Regions from separate parts of the Mus musculus genome. Here regions 1, 2 and 3 are each linked to region 4. A link is a contact called in public HiCAR-type and HiChIP or PLAC-seq data. All regions are on one chromosome and are shown on one strand. Each heading gives the region's core, a stretch centred on a gene start, on an enhancer-like site or on the middle of the called end of the contact. The rest is flanking DNA. Distances are from core to core; before and after follow the strand shown.

Region 1 (5,110 bases), core at 1,890-4,389, 980 kb after region 4:
GGCAGGGGGGGGGGCATCTTTGCAGGGAAGGAGCTGTCCAGAAGAAAGACCAGCAAGGAAGAGAAGGTTAACAGCATCCCTGACATCCTTAGTGTGCAGGCCAGGCAAAGCTCTCAGAAGTAAGTGTTTAGTGTGAGCTTAGGGCCTGAGCGGGCAGCCCTGTGGGCTGTAATCTTGTGCATGATCACAAGGCAAGTGCATGAATCTTCAAGAGGATTCCTAGCCTGATAACTTAGATGGCTGTTTTCAGAGAAAACTCTTGGATCTTTGGGTCTCTTAGGCCCCTAGATAAGTGAGGTGTCCTCCTTCCGGAAAACAAAACCTTGTCCTATGCACCATATCTCGAAAGTTTCTGAGGTTGGAATTTAAAGTGCCCAGTGAGGCTGGGCTTTTTCTGCTGTATCTCCCGACTATACACCTCGGAGTCTCCAACACACACACACACACACACACACACACACACACACACACGGGGGGGGGGGAGAGAGAGAGAGAGAGAGAGAGAGAGAGAGAGAGAGAGAGAGGAGCGGGGTGAAGAAGAGAGAGAACAAAATAGTTGACAGAGTTTATTTTTGTCTTTTCTTTTTACTTTCTTCTTCCCAGCCCTGTCTGATGTTTTTGGGGGTCTATGTGACTAAAAGGAAGGAGGGAGATTGGAAGAAAGGACACAGTAAAGAAAAAAGGAAGGAGGGCAGGGAGGGGGGACAAAAGGGAGAGGGAGGAAGGAAGGGAGATCCAAAGAGGGGAAGGAGGAAGGCAAGCTTTTCTTTCGCATCTTGTTACTGTGTGCAACTGCAGAAGTGGGAGCCATGTGCATTTTGAGAAGAAATCTAAATGTATTTGTAAACACTTTCTCCTTGGGGGTGGAAACCATGGATCAGAACTCTGAAATTGCTCTGAGAGGTTGATTCTTGCCCTGCCAAGAAGGGGGCAGGCATCCCACTGAAGGGAGGGGGTTGGGCTGCAGGTCGACTTCTAGGCCTCTCCTTGGTTCTGTTTTGGGCTTTACCGGTGATTTCCGACTCAAACCGAGGATGCAGTAGTTAACTAAACATCACAACAGCTCCGAGATGTCGCTGGATTGCTAACTGCAGGTATCCAACATTAAGGGGAAGTCCCTAACAAATACTGGGAGGTGGCTCTGAGCCCAGCCCCTTACAAGGTGCTTTACATAAATTCAATCACAGCTAGCATTTAGCTTCAATCGGCAAGGCCACCAAGGCCAATTTAAATGGCTCTCAAGTCTCCTTTATCCCTAGGGTGGTAGAGGGAGGCATTTGGTGGGAAAATAAAAAACCCCTTTATATTCTCTAACCTCAGAGACCACCCACCCCAGCAGTGAGTGCTTTGTGACAAAGAAAGCCATCGAATTAACAAGGCATGAATTTGATGAAATAAATGATTCATACATAGCAAAAAACAGATATAGATGAAGTCATCTTGTAAACTCTTAGGATGTCGGTAGTTTTTAGCAGAGACAACGTTGTGGCTTGCAGGCATTAGTTAGTTAAAGCCACAACAGAAGAAGAGAAGTAACTTTTATAAGAAATTAAGTTTTAGGACCCTACCTGAAATTCAGGCAGCATTCTCATGATTAAAGTCAGAAATAAGTATTTCTCGGTCTATTCCTTGGTGAAATGTAACCCAAAAGTCATATTATATGTTTAGAAATATAGGTAAGTAAGTAATTAGTTCCAGCATTTTGTAGCACAGAAGAGTGGCTGTAGCTATGGCAGTGTGTATTTCAAAGTATGCAGAAGAGCCCAAAGGTTACAAACACATAACACATGAAAAATAAACATTCAAGTGTTATTGTGGCAATAAAAGTCCATTAAGGAAAACTTTTTCTGGTCAGGAGACTTTAATCTCTGGCCTTGGTGGAGACCTAACATTCCATCCAGGGTCATACCCATCACTTGGCCAAGGAACCACCGAGGAGCAGATTCACCTTCAGCCACGCTAAAAAGAGAGGTAAAATAACTAGCCCTTTAATGAGATAGCATAGTTTTCCTTCCCATATTCCCAACCTCTAGTGCAATGGCTCAGGGGACATAGGCATGCAGTTTTACAAGTCTGCCTGCTTCTCAGAAAAGGACCCCCATCACACCCCAAGTGTAAGATCCATAAAAGCAGGGTGACACCGCAGTTCGTGTCCCTCAGGGCCCCTCCCCCTTGTGGAAGTTCATTTCTCATAGTTTGTTCAGGAATCTACTCACTACTACTCTTTCCCATGCGCTTTGGAAGCCACGGGTGAGACTGGTGACTCTCATCCAGCACTTTATACCCCCAAATCAAGCTCACCACATGAGGAGAAAGGCTTTGCCACCCTCACAAACTCCTATCAGAGGGATGAGCCCAGTCCCTGTGTTTCTTTGTGCCCCTCTGCAAAGATAATGCCAAACATAGCATAGGTTGTTGACTGAGGCATGAAAGCCACTCTGTCTCAACTGGGAAAAATCCAATTTAGAGTAGGAACACATCCACAGGCACACACACACACACACACACACACACAAACACACAGGCACAGGGAGAGAGAGAGAGAGAGAGAGAGAGAGAGAGAGAGAGAGAGAGGGAGGGAGAGGGAGAGAGAGGCACAAACTCACACAGGCACATGGACACACAAATACACACAGACACACTCAGACACATATACACAAAGATATACTCACACAGACATATATACACAGGCACATGCACAGATACACATGGACACACTCAGACACACACACACACACAGATACACACAGACACATAAGACACATACACACACACACACACACAGGCACACACACATCTAGACACACAGGCACACACACACACCACTGTAGCCCTTACTCAAGAGCAGCTAGATGAAGTGAGCACAGCATACTTTCTTTTTCAGATTCCCAGACAGAATTCTTTGCTATCTCTGGTCTGAACCCTTCAAAACCAGGAAAACTATCCACTTCCACTGAGAACTCTTGGGCATTTGAAGCAGAGGGGAGGGCCCACTTTTCCAGCCATCTTTATCCAGGGACAGCAGAAGCAGGCAGGGAAGGGAACCATAACCTCACCAGAATTTCAGCACTCACTGCCTTGCATTGGAGAGAACTTGCAGGCTAGGAACTGCTGGTGGCTCATTACCATGACAAAGGTTGTTACAACTGGACAGGAAGCTGAACAAAAGACACCCAGCACTCTATTTGCAAGTCCTGGGATTGTGTTTGTAATCTCTTTCTGCAGGAGAAAGAGACGACCAGTAAAAGGCTAAAACACAATAGGAAGCTGGAATCCACAAGGCTGAGACACCGAGGACACACATACATACACACACACACACACACACACTGTGTATATATATCTTTTTCTCTATGTGTACACAGTCCATAGAGTAATCATTGTCATGGGGAAGGGTTTAACATTCTTGACCTACTCGGAAACTTCTTAAAAATACACAAAACATGCTTAGAATGCCAATGGTGAGGGGGAATGTAAGGCGGGGGTGGGGTGGGGAATGGATAGTGTGTTTTCACTGAACAGAGCAAACCTCTTTAATTTGTACACTGCAGAGTCTGCACGTAAAGCTAACACCCGGACCTGCTAATTCAGGCTCCACGTGCGTGATTAATAATGCAGAAGAAGAAAGCTTGAGAGTTACTGTGCTGCGTGGGTTCTGGGAGGCAGCAATCATTGCCCGTCACTGACGATGTGGGCTAACAAGTTCCAGAAATGGTCCAAACAGGTTAGTCTGCTGGTCTCTGGGGTCCTCCCTCCCCCGTGGCAGCTGAACTCTGCAATTTTTGATTCCCCCATCTCTTATCCCCTTTTGTTATCTATGGCGCTGGTGTTCTATAGCTGGGATGGATGTGTAACATGGGCTATTCAAGAAGACTCCATTGCCCATTGCTTTTTTCAGCCAGAGGTGGAAAATGAAGCCCAGTCTATTCCATTGTCCCTCTGCAAACCAGGCTCTTAATTGGCATGCTGGTGTCAGTATTTAAAGAGGGTCCCCATGGAAGCTTCGATGAGAGGCCATCATGGGGGCAGAAGGGACTTCACCTCTGGTGTAATCTTGCATGGGAATTTTCTGTTCTATTGCTGTTTCTGGCTTGCAGAAAACATTTGCTGCTGTTAGTGAGGGGACAGGTAAAGCTGCCTCTGGATTATCAGGTTTAGAGCATGTGTCCTCCCCCCCCCCCCCGCAACCTCCTCGGCCCCCCTAACCTCCTTCCCATCCTACTTCTTCTGGTTTCCATCTTGCTAAGTGCCACGATGTCAGCTTGTTGATCGCATTTATGCTCCCCTTCCTGTGAACACCGGAGAGAGAAGTGGCCGTCTCATCCTCAAGCCATCCGAAGTAGCAACTGTTTATTGAGCAACTCAGTGTTAACAATGAAGTAGTTCGATGCAGCAAACATTGATCGAGCCTCTGACCATAGCTATCGAGGATCCAGAGTCATTAACAGTGATCACTCTGTGACTTTTGTGATGAAGAAATCATAGCCACCCTTGTAGTTAGCACAGTGGTATGTAGTTTAGCCTACTGGTGGTGTCCAGAAAGTCTGGTACAGATGAGTGTCTAATACATGAGACCAGAATATCCCTCCTTGAAATATGGTTGGTCCTCCATATACATTATATCCTGGGTCTCAGCCAATCTTGCAAATATTGTGGGGAAGGAAGAGGGGATTGAATCTGCACTGATTATAAGCAGAGGATTTTTTTCTACGTAATTATTACCTAAAAATAATATGGTATCTATTTACATATTATCTACATCATGTTAGGTACTTATAATCATCTACTGATTAAGATCTGCAGCACATACATTGGTTATATGTAAATACTATGCTATTGTCAATGCTTCTTTAAAAAACAAAATACAGCTTTCAACTCAGACAGTATAAATAGTTTCTTTTGGAGCCAAATATGAGCGACCATAGCCAGGGAACACACATGCCTAAATGCCAACAAGGTAACAGCTCCGTGAAGTTTTTCTAGTGACAACAAAGTCACAAGTCAACACAGTGTTGAAATATTTTGGTGGCAACATCAGGTAGAGAGAGTTTCAACAAAATGAGAAAATGATGCTACAGGTCTCAGAGGTTACCTGATATGCTTAGCTTTG
Region 2 (4,974 bases), core at 890-3,389, 940 kb after region 4:
TTTAGACGCAGGCAAACAAGGCAAAGGGAATCCAAGCTATTTTAGGAAAGTTTTTCAAAGATGGAGAAAACCACAAAAGGTCCCTTTAGCATTGTTATCTACAGTAAGAAGAGAGGCAGACACCAGGTGTGCTGATGTGATTGGAATGGAAGCTTTGGCTGATGAGGCCCAGGTTGAGATAATTAAGAAAATGAAGCAGGGTTTCCTCTAGGATGCTAGTGCTGACTTTGAGCTAGAATGGTCAAGAAGATTCCAGAAAGCAGAAAAGCCTTTACCTGCTGCTGTTCCACAGTGAGGCCTTTCATTTACTACAGATCTTTAGGAATGCTGTAGCGAGCCTAAACCTTAAAGTGGAGAGGAGACATCTGAGCAGAGGGGCTTCTGGCTCAGACCTGGGTCTTGGGTCTTGTACCTTAACTGTTTGTTTATTTTTATTGGGCTTTCCAGACGCAAGCCCTCCTCAGGAACTCTGGGAAGCACAAAGAAGAAAGATGCTGGGACAGGGTAAATCTCAGGGGAGGGATCAGGGAGGGGACATCTGGGATGTGACTTATATAATCTCTGAGTTTCCTCTAGACAGCTGCTGTTGTCCTGTCCAGAGGCTGAAAAAAACCAGAGCATCTTTGCTTCCTTCCTGCCCGCCATTCATTGGTCAAAAACTATCATTTATGAAAGGAAGCCAACTCTCACCATTGTCCTTTCAAGATAGTACCAGAAGCCTGAGCATAGTCTCCTGACAAAGGAACATGGGGGTTCCTTGGGATACCTGGACCTAGAGTACCCCCAAAGTGTGAAAGGGTCCCAACAGCAAAGTTGGCTGCAGTTGGTTCCCTGGCTGCAGGAGCTATGGCCAGAGTGTGTCCCCCATTCCTTAAGTCTGTGTGTAGATGTCTCAGTCTCCACGGTGACTATTTGGATGTGAGATCTTTAGGATGGAATTCAAATTAAATAAGGTCACAAGGGTGGGCCCCAATCTAGTAGGGCTGTTGGTCTTACAAGAAGAGAAGGGGACAGCAGAGGTCTCTGTCCCTTCAGAGGAAGAGAGAAAGGGACATGTGAAGACACAGCCAGAAGGCAGCCAGGGAGTGTGACCAGGATCTGCAGTTGAATGGCATTTGGTCGTGGATTTCTGAGCCCCTAGAACTGTAAGAAATGAATGCCTGCTGTTTAAGCCACCTGATCTGTGACATTTTGCTAGAACAGCACAAGCGGACTAAGAACGATGCAGTAACCCTTAGCTGGTTCATCACAATATCCGTGAGAGAGCTCTGCTAAGACAGTCTGCAGTCCCAGGTACAGTGGGATCCAAGTGGCCACTCCTAATCTGCCATTCCTTAGCCCCTGCCATTGGTACAACAGTTAGGGTCCACTTGAGATCCTCTGGGTTTCGCCTCTTGCTTCTTTACCTTAACTTGCTTCAGTAACTAACCTTGCTTGATAGCATAGAAGTGGGACATACCAGGAGGGTATTCAGTATACGGCCATTCCTCCCCTACTGCTCAGTCAACCTACAAGGAATGAGAAGCCAAAGAACCAACCTGTACCCCAACTCCCTGCTCATTCTTCAGTTTGGAGAGGCTGCAATGAGGCAGGAACCTTCTAGAGGACAGGAGTCTGGTTATCCTGCTCATGTGACAATTAGGTGACAGTTGTTAGCAACCAACCACCTAGACTCTACTGAGCCCAGCACTACAGGGCAGAGGCTTCAAAAGCCACAGACTGTATTCTCTAGCAGAGGGGACAGTGCCTCGTGGGGTCTGAAGCCCAGCTGTTGACTTCTGGATCTGGCCTGCCTCTCATCGGCCAGCAGCTTCAGAGAGGAAGAGAGAGGTCCCGCTGCAGACAGAGACCTGGAATCAGTTTTGTCTCGTCCTCCTCCATGTCCAGGGCATACATAGGAAGAAGTGTGGAGCAGACAGACAGAAATGGACGGCTTTATCCAGGTGCACACCTCACTGGTTCTGTCAGCCACGACCGGGCCCCCGGGTCTATGTTAAATCCACTTCCTCAGACTAAAAATAACCATTCACAAGCAACAAACGTCAAAGTATTTTTAGCACACTTCAGACAACCAACCTTCCTGTTAGACTTCGGCTTTTGCTCTCTGAATCGGCTGCAAGCACAACTGAAACTACCCAGAACTCTGCACCTCAAATAGGCCACGGTGACCCCAGGTGACATCTGACTGTCGATGCCAAAGAGACTTTGTACCGGGAGATTAGAATCTCTAACGGCCTTCTGCTTTCAGCTGGCAGAAAGCCAGGCGTTAAGAGAGAGGGAAGGCTCAAACATTCAGGGTGAAGAGTTCTGGCCTTCTGAAGGTCACTGGTGTGGTTTCCTGAAGAAGGTCTTAGGAACCAGAATGCGGGACGGTTGCAATAGTTACAGTGGAAAACCAAGGAAGCCTGTGACCTGGCCACACTGGCACACAGCTTCCAGGTGATGAAGACATTTCACCCTGTGATGCTAGGCAGCGAAGGAAAAGAAACTGGCCAACTGTCACCTGTCAAAGACAATTTTAGGGGTGGCAGCATAATTCATTAAGAGAGAAAAAAAAGAGTATTTTCTTTTAAACATGTATATATAGCAGGTGAACTCTAGGAAGCAACTTACATTTAACTAAACAGCAATTTGTTTCCGCCAAAGTTCTCTTCCTATAACAGGTCTACCAGGTCTTAGCTGTCTCTTGTCCCCTTCACATGTACCATTGCTCTGTGGCAGTAAGAGATTGGGGGCAAATACAGAGCTGGGCTAAGAAGCCATAATCTTTATAAAGAATGGTCCATACCACCGGGAGGCAAGAATGGGAATATTTAGGGGAAGATATGTGTAGAATAAAGAAATTGGAGAAAGACGTCTAAATGTGTGCCCTGGCCAAATGAGGTTAGTTAGGGTGGCAAAGGCGTTTTTTCTGAGACCCTATTGAAAGCGACCTGACTGTGACAACTTCATTCATCCAAAGCTAGAAAAGAAAGGCAAAGCTTCGTCTGAAGAAAGAAGCAAGAAATGGGCTCACACGCATCTTCTTGACTTTGTCTTTACCCTTCAACTAAATGTAATTTTTTTCTGCCTTTGAGTAAAAAAAAAGTCACTCCTCTCAGCATGCCAACATGGCACCCCTTCTTCTCTCCCTGAGAAGAGCATAGAGAGAGGGCAAGGGGGAGCCTGCCCAGAGATGGGGTGCTGAGACATGAGGTAATGTCTGTTCCTGAGCTATGGTTGAACCCAGAAAGAGCTTGACAGGGGCTGCAGAGAAGGGGGTGCTGGTTTCTAGACACTTCTTTATGTTTGGCCTAGGTATAGGCCAACCTTCAAAGCAAATGTCGGTTTTGGAAATGTGTGTGTGTGTGTGTGTGTGTGTGTGTGTGTGTGTGTGTGACAGAGAGAGACAGAGAGAGACAGAGACAAAGAGAGAGAGACAGGAGAGACAGAGAGAGAGAGGTAGGAAGTAGCCACCAGTCATGACGGATGATAAGATTCAACTACACCTCAGCTGCTGAACTGCGGTGGCTGGTGGTCCTTATTACCCACGCTAACTCAGATTCTGTTTCAATCAGCATCAGCACACTTGGGTTCCAATTGCTATCAATGCTTTTAGGGTCAAAGCATGCACCCCGACATCTAGGTGCACCAACCCAACCTGGAGGGGGGGGGGCAATTGAAGAGACAAGAAGTAAAGAGAAGCAGAGAAAGGGGATCAATTGAGCACAACCACATGAGAAGAAGGGACAGATAAAGATGTCTAGTGACACCTCCCCACCCCCACGCCTGCAGCCCATATTCGGAAGTTCTGACTGGAGGTTTAGGCTGAAATAGAAGGCAAGAGGCATGCATAACTAAGCAGTCCAATGTGGCCCCACCCATCAGCCACTCAGCTCCAGTGTATCCTGCAAGATGCTTTTGTAAGTTAGCAGAAGTGAGTGTGATCTAATTCACACTCTGGATAATACCAGGACACTGTCCTTTCTCTCTTCCAGCATGAGGTTCCTGAAGGAATTCCAATTCCTTAGCAGCATATTGGCTCAGGAGTCTGATGCTCATGTAGCATCTTCTTTTGGTTTTGTTGGGTGTTTTGTTTGTTTGTTTTTTGGGTTTTTTGTTTGTTTGTTTTTTGTTTTCTGTTTTCTGTTTTTTGGTTTTTTTTTTTTTTTTTTTTTTTGAGACTAGGCCTTTAACTTACTATGTTGATCAGGACGGACTCAGACTCTCAGAGATGCACCTGCCTCTGCCTCCCATGCACGGGGATTAAAGGTGTGCATCACTCACTGTACCTGGCTTATAAAGTCATTCTTTAGGATTTTTGCTCTTGGCAGCATGATCACATAGCCACTTCCTGGCCACTACCATGGTTGCTCCATTTCTCTGCTTCTCCAACTCAGTTATCCCATCGGTAAATGAAGGTCTGAATCAGGTCTGAGACACCTTTCTGTACAAAGGCAAAGGCAGATCCCAGTCCTTACAGTCACCCAGACATCGAAGGTCGGTGGTAGAACAGGGACTGTCTAGCAGCTCAGCACATTCCATTTCTGCCCCACCCCCACCCCCAGAGTCCTTTGCCTCTGCGGTGAATCTCTCTGTGCTGCATTGTATATTTGCCAAGCGGATGAAACATTTGCGAATAGTGGCATTTTCACAGTGCCTAGTATAAGCAGGATGGCTCCTCTTCCATGGTGATTAGAACTGGCTTTCCTCGGGTGCGTGCAAGAAGACAGGTTGTACGATTCTTAGCTGAGGATAAAAAGCTTGAATGGAAAGGTCTATAGATAGTAATCTTTTGACCTTGAGGGAGATAGAAAAAAACCCCACACATATATGCTAGTTTGTACACAGAAAGCAAACCGCTGTGGCATTTACATGAGGAGAAAACTTGGTTGCCTGCTCACAGGTAAACGGAGAACAGGATTGTTAACGACAGAAGTTAACATGGTTTTTTTTTCTAAAGTGAAAAGTATTGTATGTAATTAGATTAAAAAG
Region 3 (5,227 bases), core at 314-2,813, 530 kb before region 4:
CCTACAATGGCACACACCTACATGGTCCTTGCATCTGATTCCTGTCTGATTCCTTCTTAAAAGACTGTATTTTGAGGGTAGAAGGCTGTTGCTTTTTAGCGTGTGTGTGCGCGCGCGCATGTGATCTGCTGTTATTTTTTAGTCCCAGATCAAGTGTCTATAGTCTTTCTTCTCTTCACTCTGATGCTAGTATCTGGGTAATGATGCATGTTCAGGGCAGAATGTTAAAACACGGCAGTGAGGATGTAGGCTTGGCTATGGGAAACAGGAAAGCAAACACCTGCCAGTCCCAATAAGAAACTGCAACTCCCAGGTTAAGGCTGGACTGGCTCTAGTTGGTTTCTTCACTCAAGAGGCCTACGGCTAGCCCTAGTGCCTGAGCAGTGCATTAGTATCACATGGGGAGCCAGTGGGCCACAGGTCATGTTCAAATGTGGCCTCTTAGTCACAAGTGTTTAGGGTCCTTCAAACATTCACATGGACGTAGCCATTCTTGTTCATTAACTGTTCTCGTGGATTCCCCACAGACCTTTCTCTTCAAAGTGACCTGTGCAGTCTGCTCTCCCACACTAACACTCTGGTCAGAACCTCACCACACAACCACATGTCTGCTCGTGTAGGAAGAGCCTGGGGTCATCAGAGGGCAGTTCAGTGGCATCTCAGGAGCTTCCCCGGGGAAGATCAGATCTTCCAAAGGAATGAGCCTTGAACCTCTGGGCGAGTACTTTACGGTTCCCATGTAGCCTCCTTCCAGGAGCCCCAAGCCCCAAGGCCCCTGCTCCCCACAGTCAACCCTGCTGTGCTCTTGACAGGTCTCACCTGGTCCGACTCCCACTTTGATGATATCTGCTCCAGAGAGGATGAGCTCTTCCACCATCTCTCCGGTCACCACGTTCCCTGCCTGCGACAGGAAGAACAGGGCTCTCCATCACCAGAAATGACTCTGGGGCAGGTATGGGAGGTCACAGAGTGGCCAGTGGGGAGGTTCACTCCTGACTCCAAGGGCATGTGTGTATTGAGGCTACCACAGTTCCAGGAGACAAAAAGAAAACAGTGCCCCCAATTCTGAAGTTGATTAGGTCTGAGCCTCGATGAATGTGTCCCCGACTTCCATTTCTACTAAATTCCAGCCAGAAGCTGATAGCAGAGACCCCTCTTGAAAAGTCACCTGTGTGAAGTGATTGCATGGAAGCTACAGAAATGTACAAGTTTAGAAACAGAAAATCCATGAGTGTCTAGGTCAGGGCATATGGAACAGCTCAACGCTGATGAGGTCAAAACAAAAATCTTCTATGGGACCCGAAATCCACAAGCAATGGTGCACACTCGGCTGATCAAAAACGCCATTAGCAATGGGCGCAAGGCTACTTAGGCATTTGCAAAAACCCTGGAGGATCTTTACAGAACCTGAAAAGCCATGGTTAAAAAACTGACCTTCTCGTGGTGTCTGGCCCTAGGCTGGGGTTCCCACCTTGGTACGAAAGAGCAGCAGGCCCTGATGGGCCATATGCTACTGGTACAGGCTCTGTCTACAAATGGAGTGGTGCTTCCGTCCTAAGAATAGACCTGCAAGCCAGGAAGTGGCAGAATCCATCAACTACAAGAATGCATCTATGCTGGAAATAGTACAAGCTCTCTGACTGCAGGATCTTGAAAGAGCAAAAATAGCCCTTTTATTACAACTCACTGCCCCATGGATTCTTCAGCTGGTACCCAGGATGCTTGGCAAGATGCCCTTCACTGGGTTTTCACAACCGTACAAAGTCACATTTTGCAAAACACATCCTTACTCTTTCTACTCCCACCAAAGCCCTAGTGTCCTTTCGCTGAATTAATTCCCTGGGGGAAATATTCTTGTTTTTTTTTTTTTTTTTAACATCTACAAAATAACTGAACTCCACAGAAAAGGTTGTTAGAAAGAGGTGACAAGGTCAGTGTGAAGCTACTTGGTTATAAGCACCAGCTGTCATCCGACAATGATGACGGACGTCACAGATGGAAGATGGAGTTGGGTTAAAGGCCAAGCTGATTCCCCATTAACTGCAGGGTAGTGTAAAGGCACAGTTAGAGCTATCTATACAAAAATAATGTGCATGCAAGGAGATGATCCAGTCAACCAACAGCCAGCTAGGGGAAAGCTATGACAAAGGGTGACCAGCTGGAATATACGGAGAACTCATAAGCTCCATTTAAAAAAAAAAGACAATAGAAACAAAAAGAAACAGATATGGCTAATGTCATGCACTTAACTTTATATGCCAGCAGGCGTCTATCTTTCATCTACCAAATCATCAGAGGTTTTGAACACTACATTAAAAAATATTCACATTAATTCTTTCTACTGGTGGGATATCTTTTCTAGCACAAGTTTTCCTGGAAAAAAATTTGAACCTCAAAAGTGTGCTTGTCACTTGTCCCATGAATTCGGAGCCTCTCTCCCAATGATGCCATTGCAAGAACAGCCAAAGATTTAGACACAGAGACGTGCCATTTGCAAAGTGAAAAACGCTCATTTTTCCAACAGGACTAGTTCTACAGGATATTATGAAGAGCCAGTTCAGATAAGAGAGGATAAAACCTAGTCAGAAATAAAAGTGACATACAGATTTCACTGTGAAGTTTATGCACAGGTGGCCCTCTGGCCATGGGAGTTAGGTCTGTGGGTAGGGAGGGCCTGGTCAAAGGTGATTAAGAGAAGAAGCTGCTGTCTGTCATCATGTCATCCCTACCTTGTGTAGGGAGTGGATACAGGCTTGAGGGTGTGACAGCCTCTGGAAGCATGATAGGCCCTGTCACTACGGTAGCTTGTGCTTGTTCACTTCCCGGGCAGCCGTGACGAGACGAAAACCATGTGCCCTATCTGAGACACTGATGCAGACAGGAGGGAGTTTCTGCTGGGCATCCCCACTGCCCCAGTGGCATGGTTTCTATCGGAAATGTCCCCAAAGCTCAGAGGCAAATGCTAGGTCCACAGTGCTGCAGTATTGACAGATGGGGCTTGGGGAAGTTGAGGGCACTACTGCATCATCAGGGTCAGCCGTGGACTGATGAATTCCTAAGTTCATGAGCCCTTAGGAGGGAGTGGGAAGGGCAAGCGATGGGGCCCACCTGGGGGAAGTGGCAGATGAGGGGAGACATATCTTTGGAGGGCGTGTCTTATTCTTACTATCTTCAGCTCCCAGTCTCTACTTCCTATGAGGTACATGGTTTTTTTTTCTCCCCCAAATACACCATGTCATGATGTTCACCTCCACACAGACCCAGAAACCACAGAGCCATGTGACCATGAACTGTAATTTCGTGAGCCTTATTTTTTTCTCAGGTCTTATCAGGAAGCGGACTGATAGACCCCAGGAAACAAACCAAGTTTCATATTCAAGGTCATAAATCTAAAAAGAAATGGTTCCTGGACATGGTGACACTTGCCCATAGTACAAACAGCCTGGAAAGTCAAGGCAGTAGGATGACAAATTTAAGGCCAGTGTGGTCAATGTAGTGAGGCCCTATCTCAAAATTAAAAGCAATAAAAAAGATGGTTGGGGGTGTGGCTTAATAGAATATTCATCTAGTATGTTCAAAGCCCAGGGTTCAGTCCCTGGGGGAGGAGGGGAGGTGGCACAAGACAGTCTTGTGTAAGCATCTGAAACTGTATGTTCAATTCCCAGTACCAACAAGAAAACCTAAATAGGAAGAGGGGGAGGGGAGATAATAGACATGCTGAGTCTGTATTAATCCACTTAAAAGAGTATCTAAAATTTTCAGCAGGCAAATACTTAGGAAGGTTAGAAGCTTCTCTCAGCCAACACCTCTGCCTCCCTTCTCCAGCTGGCCATAGGTGAAGAGCAAACAGACTGTTCAGAGGAACGCTGGCCTGGTGCAAAGGCCGGGAATCGCCAGCTTCTCCCATGATTCTAAAACCACTAGACATTCATTCACCCAGAGCCCTTCAGCTCAGAGAGCCCCGGGTAAATGCTAACTCCTCCTTACAGTGCCTCGGAAAGCCAGAGAAGAGAGAATTAACATTTTCAAAAACCACCAAGAACCAGAGGCATGGGCATACACTGAAGGTTTCTGAATGGAGCACAGATTTCAGGGGTCAGCGCAGGCAAAGAATGGCTTAGGCATAAACATCTACCTTGCCAAAGTCTTCCGTTTATTGCTGGGGAAACCAACCGGAGCGAGCATTTAAACACCTCCTGGCAGGCCAGCAGGCACTGCAGAGGTCCTTGCTGCTGGAGGCCGCCCAGAAGTCTATGGGAACTCCTGCTCCCTCTGCCATGCTCTCTCTTCACAAACCCTGGCTCTGCACTTGCTCCCTCTCCCCCCACCCCCTCCCGCCCCCACATTCCTGCACTGCTCAATCTCCTCTGGTTTTTGTTCTTGAGGATGACACACAATTCACCCCAGTTTACAAACAGGCCAAGCGTGGCCCTTAGCACCAGCCAAGTGTGCAACATCTTGAGAAGTGGTGCCTGACTTTATCTTTGCATGTTTGTTTGTGTGTGTGTGTGTGTGTGTGTGTGTGTGTATGTGTGTGAGAGAGAGAGAGAGAGAGAGACAGAGAGAGAGACAGAGAGAGAGACAGAGAGAGAGACAGAGAGAGACAGAGGGAGGGAGGGAGGGAGGGAGGGAGGGAAGGAGAGAGACAGAGACAGAGACAGAGACAGAGACAGAGAGAGGGAGGGAGGGAATGAGAGAGAGAGAGAGAGAGAGAGAGAGAGAGAGAGAGAGAGAGAGAACACATGTTGTATGTGCATAAGCATGGAGGCCAGAGGTCAACCTCCGGTGTTTCTCTCCTCAGGACTCCATCCACCTTATTTTTTGAGATGGGGTCTCCTTTCTACCAGAAGCTCTCCAATTGAGCTAGGCTGGCTTGTCAATGTGCTCCAGAAACTTGCCTCTCTGGCCCGCCCAGCACTAAGATTACATGTGCTCATTTCTACATAGGTCTAGTAATCAAACTTGGGACTTTATGCTTGCATGGCATTTGTACCAACTGAGCTATGTCTCCATCCTTTCTCTTACTTCTTACAACTCCATTGCATAGGCCCTACCTTTCTTCTGTCACTCAGTGTTCAGAGCACATGCTTTCAATGGAACTGACTGCCTGAAAGGAACTGAGAAACTATTAGGGCACACTGTACGGGTAGGGTGACAAAACACTATCCCATGTGGACACCATAACTATTCTTCTTTTCTTAGTGTCCTCAAACTCCTTTTCCCAAGC
Region 4 (5,757 bases), core at 11-2,510:
TCTCGATGCTCAGCGGGCCTGCCATTCTGGGCTGGTGCCTGGCTTTGCCAAGTGGCAAAAATGAATTGCCACACTTACACTACTCCAAGTCTACGGGGCTCTTATTATGAAGTGAGGGTCCATATTTCTCACACAAGAGAGTTCAAGCATATAAATCTGTAGAAACAATTTACGTGCAAACCCTAGCAGGAAGCTAACTCCTCGATTCTATTTTGATACAGCTAATGAAACACATGACTAATATTGATAGAGAAGCTGAGCTCCTGATACTGAACCTCTTATAACCTTGACCATCTTGTCATTTAAAAAAGAGGGTGTCACCCTGGTAGCCAGTCTTAAAGCAAAATGAATCCTCATTTTGGAAGTCTGCACTCAAGGAAAAAAAAAAGCATGACTAAATATCCAACTTCCTAGCTCAGTAGTCGTCTTTCCTGAGTAGAAAAGGCTCGGAGTGTTTTAATCCCCTTTTCCACGTGGAAGGGCTGGGGATGTCACCCACTGCCAGAGTGCTTGTCTAGTATGCCACAAAGGATGCTTGAGATGTCCCGGGGACAACGCGGTGAAACAACTGAGAGGAAAGGAAGGGGGCAAGCAAAAACAGAGGAGTACCCTACAATAGATGACGGCTAGACTAGCCCAGGGAAAGTGCATAGAGAGGAGGAGGAGTCTGTGCACGTAGTTTTGGGACAGAAGGGATGAAAGGAAGAAAAAAGGTGAGCAACTGCTCTGAGGATAACTGAAAGGTTGAGAAAAGATTGACGCACAGAATAAAGAGGGTTGGCTCAGTGGGAGAGCCTTGGTATGCAAGAAACCGAGTTCCACCCCCACAAGGGGGCAGAGGAGGGGAAACATGGCTTTGGCAACATGGAGAGATGAAGGGCACAGAAATTTGACGGGGTCAGTCAAAGATCTAGAGTGGGCAAAGTAAGGGTTTGGAGACAGGTGATCATCACCGACAAACCCCAATACGGAGTACCAAAGCAGTGTTGTTATAGGGAGGCGCAGCCACCCAGGAGATTCCCGCAGCGCTCTTCCGACCTTCGAAAGCCAACCAACCCTTCAACTAAAGGATGCAGGGGCCTGAAATCATCCTTCCAAGAAGCAGTCATAACCTTGGAGAAGGCCGGCTTCCCGCCCTGTCTGCAGAGCGGGCGAGCGCGCTCGCGAAGGCCCCGCCCCTCGGCGCCGCGCGAGCCTCCCCTGAGCGCCGCACTGCGGCTGCGCCGGCCGGGCGCGCGGAGGGGGGCGGGGACGCGGAAGGCGCGGCGGCCGGGGAGGCTGCGGCGGCGGCGGCGCGGTGAAGCGAGAGCCGACGCGCGGGGCGAGGGGACGCCCGACGGCGTCCGAGGGCGCGGTGGCGCGAGGCCTGAGGGAGGGGACGCGATGCTGGAGACCCTGCGCGAGCGGCTGCTGAGCGTACAGCAGGATTTCACCTCCGGGTGAGTACGCGGTGGGCGGCCGAAAGGGCTCCCCCACGCGCGTGGGCGCGGGGCTGCCGTCCGGTCGGCGCGCGGAGACAACGAACTTCCCGGTGTCCCGGCGGCGGCACCGAGTCACTTTGGTCGCAGCGGGAGGGATGCCCTCCTGCCCTGTCGCGGGGCAGCTCTGCTTGACGGGGCAGGATGGTCACGTGAGAGGCTGTGTCCTCTGCTCTGGAAGCCCGCCGGCCTACCCCGGGGCAGGACTCACGGGCCCCCGCCTTCCCCTCCTCTTTCAGCGGGGACACCGGGCCATTCGGCCCGATCCTTGACCACCCCTTCTCCGGCCTTCTCTGCCTTTACCCTGGTTTAACACCGTGACGGAGGAGCTGGGCCCAGAGGGACAGAACTGGAGCGGAGCTGTTCACACCCGGAGTTGCCTAAACTTTGGACGCCCCCGGGAACCTTTCGCAATCTCCTGGCTCTCGCCCTCTCTGAGCTTGGGTTAAGCTGGAATGTCACGGGATTCCGATGTGCTACAAAGTCGGGGAACTTGAGTGGGTACCAGGCTGCCTAAAGCACTATTGTAGGATTTTACCTCTTAACCTGACTGCGAGTTACCGGGTCTCTTGTCTCTGCTTACTGTACTGTAAGATAGTGATGGTGCTTATCTCGCTCGCAGTTTAATGGGACTATTAGTGGCTGTGTTAAATAGGCAGGAAGCACTGTTTGTATGGCTTTTCGTTTATAATTCCTTTTATTGCTTTACAAAAAGTCACGTTGTAAAGAATCTGCCATCCCTCTGGTTTGTTCAGGCTTTTGTTTTGAGACAGCGCCTCACAGATACTTTACCCTAGATCAGACTTGAACTGGTGGGAATACTCCCTGATTCAGCTGCCCCAATGCAACGTGATTTCAGGCATCCACCACCATCCCCCCCTGCTGGTCTGTCATATGTTTGGCGAATGTTCCTGATGTGAGGGCACCTTTGTCATAATGCTATACTTTAATAATTAATGGGAAAAATGACAGCCGATCTCCCATCTCGTGGAACAAAAAAACTGCTTTATACCATTTGCCTGTTGAATAGTAACAAGCTGTCAGATACTTGAAGGTGTCCAATGTATATAAAGCATTATTGATGATTTTAGTTTTGTGGTCTTGTCAATATCGATTATGGGCGCCTAAGGAATTATTCAGTGATGAGGTTTTTTCATGGTTGCTTTTTTTTTTTTAAATACAGGTTTAGGAAGAGTAACTTCTGGTTTTAAGTGTAAACTTTAAAAACTTTGGTGTATTGTTGTAATAACTTGCTTGTAGCACGAGAGTGGCCTTGACTAACACCCACTTGAATACTCTTCTGTTACTCCTTCAAGGAATTTTTGGGTGTCTCTGCAGTCCCTTTTGGTAGTTGCTAAGAGTGTAGATCACATGTATGTCTCAGAAGTCACCCCTGGGCTTGATGTTAGTTTAGGAGCGTGGATTCTGGATTGTACAGCCCCCAAAGGTTCAGAGTTTAGTTAGGGACAGAAGCTGAGGAGCTTCGGTTAGGACCCCTTGGAAATCGATGTCATAGCCTGGGGCCAGCTCAGTTAGACAAAATCCTGAGAAAATGTTGTTCTCTGTAGGATACTTAGCTGACAGACAGGTCAGCAGACTGCACCAGCATCTATTCCCCTGAAGGGAATGTAACAGACTTCAAGCTGTGTGTGTCTGCCAGTGAAAGGGCCTTGCTCCAACTGCTGAGGACCTCGGTTTCCTTCACATTCTTTATTGAGGGAACAACAAAACAACCACAACAGAATTCATCTTTCTAGCCCTCCCATGTTCCTGCCTGAGGGCTTATCTAGTCTGTTTTACATACTTGACCACTTTGGCCTTGGCTAAGAAACCAAGCACAGAAGTTGAGTACCTGTTTCTGTTGTAAACTGAGGGGTTCAGTTGAGCCATGGCAGTCACCTCCCAAGGCCATCAGAGTGATCCTGGTGTCCCTGCAGGACCCTTGGTAGGTAGAGCAAGTGTCCTCGCTCAATTTGCTCTGAGTTTGATGTGAGTCGCCTTGCTCCTAAGAGCTAGCAGGAGCCGTGTCTCTCAGATTTTATGCTCATTTCCGTTTCTGAAAATTTTATGTTGCAGGAGCCTTAACTCCAGGCAAATTCCCTTTTTAATTTCTCTTATCCATGTGTATGTGTGTCTCTGTGTATGTATATTATGTATGTGCAGGTGCCCGCAGAGGAGAGATGAGGACATGGGATCCCCTGGTACTGGAGTGACAGACAGTTGTGAGCTGCCATGTGGTTGCTGGGAACCAAACTCGAATCTTTGGAAGAACAGGTCTTCTTAACTGCTGAGACATTTCTCTATCCCCTTCCCCGAAATCGGGCTGCTTTACTGTTCTCCTAAGAGAAGGACACCTCAGTGAGTAAACCATGTCCATCCGATGTCCTCCGTGACTCTCAGGAAACTGTCATCTTGTGGAATTCAGCCGCTTCCCAAGTGCGGAAGCCTGATGCCAGCTGGCCCGGCTGACTGTAGGACCTCACCTGAGTATCCAGCCGCTCCCTGCCCCGCCTGCTGTGTTTTGTGCAGATGTAGTTGTGCTCAGCCTCCAGAGAGCGCTCCACCCCTGTCACCACATGGGAGGCCGAATCCCTCCAGGGTAAAGGCTTTCCAGATGTTGGGGAGACGTACCCACACCCCTATAGTAACACTTCACCTGTGCTCTGTAAGGAAGCTCAATAAACTCAATGGTTCCCCAGAGAGAACTTTGAGTATTCTGTCTTGGTTTGTCATTGGGACCCTAGGGACAGGAAAATGTCTCCCCAAGGGGAGGAAGCTACAAGAGGCCACCATATCTACATTCCATTCAATGTAATGGGAAATGCAATGTACAGTGATAATTGTTACAGACTAGATAGAGGTTATATATAGATCGTCGGAGGACTCTAGGTTGTCCTTAGGTTTCTAGACTCTATTCTTTTTTTTTCAGTGCCAGGAATAGAATCCAGTGCCTCACACATGCCAGTCGAGTGCTTCACTGACAAGCACCGTCCCGCACCCCTTGTGGCCTTTCCTCTTAAACTTTTATCTGTGGTTCCAGCACAAACATAGTGTTGTGATTATAGTATGTTCTTTCCCTCTAAGCAGGGGGACCCAAAAGCCTTGGTACTGGGTCTCATGTAGAGTTCTTTTTCCTGAGTTCTGTTTTCATTTGACTTGGTTCTGAGGAGCTATTTTAGGGATTTATTTATTCATTTTATGTATATAAGTTAACTATAGCTGTCTTCAGACACACCAGAAGAGGGCATCTATCCCATTACATATGGTTGTGAGCCACCTTGTGGTTTCTGGGAACTGAACTCAGGACCTCTGGAAGAGCAGTCTCAGTGCTTTCACAGCTGAGCCATCTCTCTGTCCCTCCGTTCTTTTTTTGAGAGACTGGATTGCCTCTGTGGGAAACCACTGAAAGTACATATTTCGATGGTTTTGTTTTTCTTTTTAACTTTTGAGCAGTTATGAACAAACGCATAGGTATTAGGATATAAAGCCCTCTGAGGAACTGGACCACAGATTCCCTGGAGGTTTATGGCTTATATAGTAGATGCTCCTGCTTGCTGTTTGTCATGCTTCCAAGGGCACCACTGCCCCCATTCTCCTCCTGTTCAATATCTTTGTTCTTTTCTTCTCTTCCATAGGTTTAAGTTGCTCGAAAAGTATCTAAAAATTTAATTTAGTGTGGTCTGTAGGCAAAGCTTTGCTTGCGATGTTGACTTTTCTAGGATTTCAACTCCTTATTTCCCAGGTTCTGAGAATGGAACCCAGGACCTGTGGTAGGCAGGCAGTCTGAAACTGAGTTACTCCTGCAGCTGATCCACCACCCTCCTTCCCTCCCTCTATTTAAGTAGTATGTGTAAGTGAAGTGTGTGTGTATGTGTGTGCAGGGGCATGTACCGTATATGTAGAGACAATAGTTAGTACCAGGTGCCTTCCTCTTTTGCATTCCAGTTTAATTTTTATTTTTTAGATTCGTTTGTTTTATGTGTGAATGTGTATGCGCATGCATATATGTGCAACATGCCCTTTTTATGTCATAGGCGCTTTAAAAATGTATGAGAGAACATTTGCTCCGGTTTGCAGAGTATATATGAAGACATGTATATGAAGAAATGCAGATGAATCTCAGCTATCAGAGTTACAGACGCAGTCTCTGCCCTGGGGGGGGGGGGGGGGGCGGGTCACGAAAAGCTGACTGTTAAAAGACACCAGTGATGTGCTGGTGTCAGCACAAGTACATGATGTGGGTAAACCCATGAAGGCTTCTACAGTGCTCTTTGAGAAT

Evidence for each region. HiCAR-type assays count read pairs that join an accessible place to other places. HiChIP or PLAC-seq counts read pairs in DNA pulled down with a chosen protein or histone mark.
Region 1: a contact with region 4 is called in an H3K27ac HiChIP or PLAC-seq map of embryonic stem cells, with 7 times the contacts expected there. The contact joins the enhancer-like site here to the promoter of Dtnbp1 in region 4. A contact is called at or near these places in 2 of 39 promoter capture datasets (embryonic stem cells and neural stem cells), 1 of 15 datasets of contacts at CTCF or cohesin (large pre-B cells), 3 of 115 datasets of contacts at active chromatin or transcription factors (embryonic stem cells and stem cell-derived neural progenitor cells) and 1 of 9 other capture datasets (embryonic stem cells).
Region 2: an H3K27ac HiChIP or PLAC-seq map of large pre-B cells shows a contact between it and region 4, with 3 times the contacts expected there. The contact joins the enhancer-like site here to the promoter of Dtnbp1 in region 4. A contact is called at or near these places in 1 of 39 promoter capture datasets (neural stem cells), 4 of 115 datasets of contacts at active chromatin or transcription factors (astrocytes, embryonic stem cells, large pre-B cells and 1 more) and 1 of 9 other capture datasets (embryonic stem cells).
Region 3: a contact with region 4 is called in a HiCAR-type map of astrocytes, with 2.1 times the contacts expected there. The contact joins the enhancer-like site here to the promoter of Dtnbp1 in region 4. A contact is called at or near these places in 1 of 484 Hi-C or Micro-C datasets (cortical neurons), 6 of 115 datasets of contacts at active chromatin or transcription factors (astrocytes, bone marrow-derived macrophages, embryonic forebrain and 3 more) and 2 of 9 other capture datasets (embryonic stem cells and liver).

Annotation. Positions count from the first base shown.
Region 1 is chr13:44,017,015-44,022,124 of GRCm38.p6, reverse strand. It overlaps Gm33489 (a long non-coding RNA gene), which reads left to right. Exons shown (of 4, transcript XR_382281.3): 2 at 3,552-3,724. Among named protein-coding and RNA genes, the nearest start is that of Gm33489, 26 kb to the left of the region's middle. Within about 2 kb of position 3,139, at least 46 of the 459 cell types and tissues checked have an H3K27ac peak or open chromatin away from gene starts, as enhancers often do. A contact at or near this core is called in embryonic stem cells, neural stem cells and stem cell-derived neural progenitor cells, where this site is marked.
Region 2 is chr13:44,063,061-44,068,034 of GRCm38.p6, reverse strand. No RefSeq gene overlaps it. Among named protein-coding and RNA genes, the nearest start is that of Gm33489, 20 kb to the right of the region's middle. Within about 2 kb of position 2,139, at least 80 of the 459 cell types and tissues checked have an H3K27ac peak or open chromatin away from gene starts, as enhancers often do. A contact at or near this core is called in pro-B cells, where this site is marked.
Region 3 is chr13:45,525,382-45,530,608 of GRCm38.p6, reverse strand. It overlaps Gmpr (guanosine monophosphate reductase), which reads right to left. Exons shown (of 9, transcript NM_025508.5): 5 at 820-901. Among named protein-coding and RNA genes, the nearest start is that of Gm34582, 2.6 kb to the right of the region's middle. Within about 2 kb of position 1,563, at least 81 of the 459 cell types and tissues checked have an H3K27ac peak or open chromatin away from gene starts, as enhancers often do. A contact at or near this core is called in astrocytes and bone marrow-derived macrophages, where this site is marked.
Region 4 is chr13:44,997,599-45,003,355 of GRCm38.p6, reverse strand. It overlaps Dtnbp1 (dystrobrevin binding protein 1), which reads left to right and starts at 1,260. Exons shown (of 10, transcript NM_025772.4): 1 at 1,260-1,439. The coding sequence starts at 1,384.